Linked DNA regions of Capsicum annuum: region 2 is linked to region 1. The links are chromatin contacts, called in public Hi-C maps. All regions are on one chromosome and are shown on one strand. The core of a region is the stretch at or near the end of the contact, and the rest is flanking DNA. Distances in the headings are between cores, read along the strand shown.

What was found. A called contact is a pair of places that touch in the nucleus more often than the background predicts.
Region 2: a Hi-C map of leaf shows a contact between it and region 1, with 2.8 times the contacts expected there. The contact joins the enhancer-like site here to the promoter of LOC107850430 in region 1. A contact is called at or near these places in 2 of 5 Hi-C or Micro-C datasets (bud and leaf).

What each region holds. Positions count from the first base shown.
Region 1 is chr12:150,767,407-150,770,177 of UCD10Xv1.1, forward strand. It overlaps LOC107850430 (violaxanthin de-epoxidase, chloroplastic), which reads right to left and starts at 1,391. Exons shown (of 6, transcript XM_016694947.2): 1 at 1,134-1,391. It overlaps LOC124889955 (a small nucleolar RNA gene), which reads left to right and starts at 1,656; the gene lies at 1,656-1,742.
Region 2 is chr12:151,181,197-151,183,967 of UCD10Xv1.1, forward strand. LOC107850173 reads right to left here. Exons shown (of 7, transcript XM_047400423.1): 6 at 2,298-2,516; 7 at 1,774-2,159. The coding sequence ends at 2,338. Among protein-coding and RNA genes, the nearest start is that of LOC107850173, 56 kb to the right of the region's middle. Within about 2 kb of position 1,390, at least 3 of the 5 cell types and tissues checked have an H3K27ac peak or open chromatin away from gene starts, as enhancers often do. A contact at or near this core is called in bud and leaf, where this site is marked.

The DNA.
Region 1 (2,771 bases), core at 141-2,640:
TAAGTAGGATTTAAGGTCTAATATTGAAATGCAGATAAACTTTCAACTCATCAAGATTAAAGGCTGATCCAATGATGAAATATGTATGAAAAAGTTGTAGCTATAACCTATGAAACATCTGAAAGATAGAGTCTGTCATTACCTCTAGCAACAAAAAAATTATAATTAACAAATTCAAAAGCTGCGAAGCCGACACCCCTCTTAAACCAAACTCATTAGCAATCAAAAGCTACACTCCATTTCCTAACACTTACAAGCCTGCTCCAAATATAGATCAGTTAATTAGTCTCCAATAGCCCAAAGCTTGTTACAATAATCTGAGAGGTTGCATTAAGATTAGGGTGATCATTCTAAGGTCAAGGGACTAACTTTCATGGAACCAAAAGCTTTTGATGAAACCCACGAAAGAGAGTAAGTTTTTCTTTTCCTTGTTCTGTGGATGAGCTCCAAACCAAAGACATAGCAGATCTGAATCCATCGGGGACTTTGGTATTTAAATGAGGTTATTTTAGTTGGGGTTTTGAGGTTAACAGAGAACCACATTGTTGGATTCATAATGATATTGTCCTGAAACTAGGCTTTAATAAACCAATGCCCAGTCAAATTCATGCATTCAGTTTGCTCTTATTATTCGAGCACTGTGCTTCAGCTATTTCAGCAATGATTCACTTTGCTCTTATTATCAGAGGTTGTACTTCAGTTGTTTCAGCAATGAGATTTCAATAAAACTATCCAAAGCTACCCTTTAATACTTATCTACATACTCAAAAACATATTAAGCACTTGATTTATTCCGTCTCACCCTGACTTCCATGTCAGTTTTCAACCTCCCACCCACATTGGGGATATGTGCATTTAAAAGATCTTTCATACTGTGTCCATACTGTGTCCAATCCCAAAATTGGTTCCATACATATGACCAGCAACGAAAAAAAATAAATGCAATAGCTAAATGGTGATGGCAAGGCAAGTTAAGGTACATGTAATATAAGTGAAAAGTCAACGAAGAACCACATTCAATCATTAAATGACCAACGTGTTCTTGTACGAAGCAATTCACAAATTTCTGGACTGTGGAGACATTCCGACATGAAGAAGTGAATATGTTATAAATAGAAATCTCAATAACTCACCTCATGTAAATAGAGTGCTAAGCAGATTGAACATTGAGTATAAGGAGTTTTGTGGGGTTTGTAATGTTTTCTTTTATCTGAATTTGGGTCTTTTTAAGTGTGAACAAGTTGAGTGAAGGGGAAATGGATGGAGGAGGATAAGACATCTTGTGATAATTAGTTTAGCAACGTCACCACATTTCTTGTTTCCCTGCAAACCGGTTTTCCACTTTTTTTTTTTTTTTTTTTTCAATTTGCAAGTTTTGACAACTGACATTTGCTTAGAAAATTAAGCGGCCGTTTGCCTATAAAAAATATTTCTTTTTTCCAAAATTTCTTTTACTTAATTAAAATTATAGTGTTTGGTCATAAAGTTTTAAAAATTATTTTAAAATTATTTTTTAAAAAGTAAAAATAGATTTATGTTATTTTCACAATTTTTCAACTCTAATTTTAACTTTTATTATTATTACATATAATTTCAATTTTTAAATTTTTTACACAAAATCCTCATAATATTTATAAGTTCTAAGTGTTCACTAATGCAATCAATGATAGATTTTTTTTTCATAATTATTGATTGAACAGTGATTAATACAAAAATATCATCATCTTTCGGTTGAGATTGCATCTAAGACATTTTTACATTATCTTTCTTCAATTTTGTTTCAACATCTTGAGTTAATTCTTGCAATTGGGAAAACTGAAAAGTGATTTAAGAACAAGCGAGGACCTAGTGAAGATCCAAATAAAAAAACAAATGATGCGTCTAATAATGCGTCTTAGCAAATGATCCAAATCAATCATTCTATCTCTTGTAGCTCTAATGCTTGTTAAGAGAGTCATTAGTTGTCAATCTTTGTTTTCGAGTGCTATTTTCTTCGTTAATGCAAACTTGGTTCGAGTAATGAAAATGTCTATCTATAAGAACCGCATTTGGTTGTATGTTAGTAGGTAAATTAGTAGTTGGGTGATTTTGAGTCTTTTAAAGTTGAGGGCATAAAATCATATTTAAAAGAGATTTTTCAAAAGTCTAAAAAAATCTTTCAAGAAGACATGGCCAAACACAACTCCAACTCCAACTTCGATTTTTTTTAATTTTCATGGCCAAACGGCGACAACTTTGGTCCTCGATGAAACCCACTTAACAGAAATAATCCCCTATGCAAAAAGTGGACACTTTTAGGGGTCGTTCTGTAGGGCGTATAAGATTAATGTAAAATATTGTCTATTAGTAATGGTTGCATAAGTTATGCTTTTTTTTTCTTATGTAGTGTTTGATTTGTTGTATTAAAAATAACATGAATTGCATAATTTTAAGGGACAACTATGACTTTAACCATACTAATGCATGCATTAGACTCCACTGCATTACTAATACCATGGATATCTATGCATTAGTAATACACACCTTAATACTAAATAGAGTGTATGACTAATGCAAACATAAGTAATACATTAGGATGCAGAAGTGTACCAAACAAGATATTAGTAATACACAAAGCTAATGCAAGCATTAATTTTTTAACACACTCTACCAAACGACCCGTTAATCTCTACCCCTAAAACTAACGGCGAAGGTAAGTAAAAACTGTTAAACTTAACCAAGCATTCCACTCCCTTGGCATGAACTTCATCGACACCCCCAAAACACCTACC
Region 2 (2,771 bases), core at 140-2,639, 410 kb after region 1:
AAATGATGGTGCGAACTATAAAATACAAATACAAATGAACTACAAAATACAAATATAATTGTAAACTATAAAATACAAATATAAATACAAGCTTGAACTATGAAATACAAATACAATTGTAGCAATGAATACAAAAATACAAATGATGGTGTGAATACAAATATAAGAAGCGATTGTGGGACTTTCGTTATCATTTGTGACTTATGCTCGACATAGCCATATTTTTTGAAAATACAAAAAAATAAAAAAAAACAAGAAAAGAGAAATAAAAATATAAAAACGAAAACCTCAAAGAAAAAAGGAAAAAAAGAAAAAAATGAAGAAAGAAAAATAGAAAGTTACAGATAGAAGAGGGAAAACGAAAAGAAAAAAAAGTGAAAAGAAAGAAAAGGATAAAATAAAATAGGAAAAAAAAAAAGAAGAAATAAAGAAAAAAATATGAAAACGAAGAAATGAAGGAAAAAAAAACGAAAAAGGGAAAAAAAAGGTAGAAAGAAAAGAAATACAAAAAAATTAAAAGAAAAAATTAGAAAGGAAAAAAAAGAAAGAGAAATAGAAGTTAGCGATGGAAGACAGAAAAAAAAACGAAAAGAAAAAATTGAAAAAGGAAAAAAAAAATGTAAGTTGAAAAAAAATCAAAAAGTTAAAAAAATAAATAAAAAAATTACGGTTAGTACAAATATAATGAGTGGTTATGTTGTATCCATCATTATCCATGACTTATAATCGACATAGTCATAGAGATAGAAGAAAGGAAAAAAAAAAAAAGGAAGAAAAAAGAGAAAAAGATACTATCAATTGTAATTGTGAAAATTATCCTAGGAACACTCTCATTTTGCAACCTAGACTATCTTTGTAACTGTTCCTTCAAGTTATGTGGAGATGCTTGGAGGATGAGGCCGAAGCAACTAATATTCGATGCCTATAAGTTAGTCCCTCTGTACCTTTTTACTTGATCTCTTTATTTTTCGAGAAGCTAAATTAGATTAGATTATTTTAATTTTTTAAAATTAAAATTTAGCTATTCAAAAATTATATGAAAAGTACTATAAATTATATTTTCTTTTTTAATTTGATTAAAAAATACATCTTAAATATTGATTCAAATCTGTATTCTTTGAATCTTAAAAAGAAAAGAAAACAAATAAAAAAAATGGAGGGTGCAGTATAATTAATAATTCAAATTATTTTGAAAAGAATTACTGAAAGAATCGCATTAAAAAATTAGTGCTTTGACTCCAAAGAGTAACAATTTTCAAGTAAAATGAGATGTACCAATTACGATATCTGACCTATCTATTATATCGTAATGTTTTAGAAACTTCCTTCTATATATGTGGTTTATTGATGTGTTCTTACAAATCATAACGATTCCGACCGGCAAAAGTTGAATCTATCCGCAGTCAAGACGTTCTTTAAACTAAGCAATGCTAATGGATACGCCATCCAACCCAAACCCTTACGAGTTATGACTTGGACGGTTCAAATTGGGCACCTAAACGAATAGAGGATTTTCTTTTCTTTTTTTTTGTTTGGCAAAAAAAGAGAGATATTGGAGCAGGGCAAAAGAATCACTTCATTCATGAAACAATTATGACTTCGTGAACTCAAAAAAGACGTGCAAACCAAGTAATCTTAATCTTCCTCTGATGTCTTATCACCTTGCCACACGGCCTGCGTGCAACCACTTTCTCATTCTTGACAAAACGAAACTGAGAAAACTGCGAGTACTTGAAGAGAAACGAAACGACAATAAGGAAAATACCAAAAGCATTTCGCCAGGACCACCTCAGGTAGATTACATGCCTTAATAACTTCTGTATCCAATGCACGCAAAAATCATCATAATCAAATTTCCTTAAAATCACTGTCCTACATAATGTACATTCAGATATTTAACTCACAGACGAACACCATGCTGCTCCCAAAAGAATGAACCCCCCTTCTAATTGTAATGAAAATTATACAACAAACAGTAAACACCATCGTATTCAACCACTCCCAACGATCCTCAGGTCATAATGCATCTGAATCCATAATGTGCGTAAGGCGCAGCACAGAAGAAAGTACTTCAGCACCTTGGAGCATCGCATTCAGTACGTGTTGTGCTAAGAAAGTATTATAAACAGCTACGCCAAAGAGAGCAAAGTCAGCAACCTCTGCACAGATTGGTAACCACAACTTCAACAATCAGATTTTGAGCCAATTTCCACTCATAACACAAGATCCTAGAATCTCTCAGAACATTCAAGAGAAGAGAGTTTTGAATGTGCAGATAAGTAGCAGCTATTTCTTGCCTTCGTTCATCCACACACCTACAACCTTAATGGAGCAGAATCATTCTCTAATAATGATATCACCACTATCAGCTGCTAAAGTCGACCCCTTGTTGGCTAATGAATGAAGCATTGACTGGGCAGCAATCAACTTTTCCCTGAGCATCATATTATATTCAAAGAGATTTTGCAGATCTTTCTGGAGATTGGTCATACTTATATGATCAGCAACCTGCAATTCTGCAGAACAAAAGCAGTGACATCACCTTCGGCAAACACTACACGTTTACACAATCTCATATCGCTCTCCTGATTCACTATTTTACCTGTGGCTTATCACTTCATTCACAATCGATATAGCTGAAACGTCAGATATAGCTTCTCTACTGCACTTCTTTAACACAGCGCTGATTTGGTAAAAAGAACCTTACCCACTGGTAGCACAATTGGCTGCTCAACTACAACGAATAGTCTACTGATATACAGAGTTTGTTG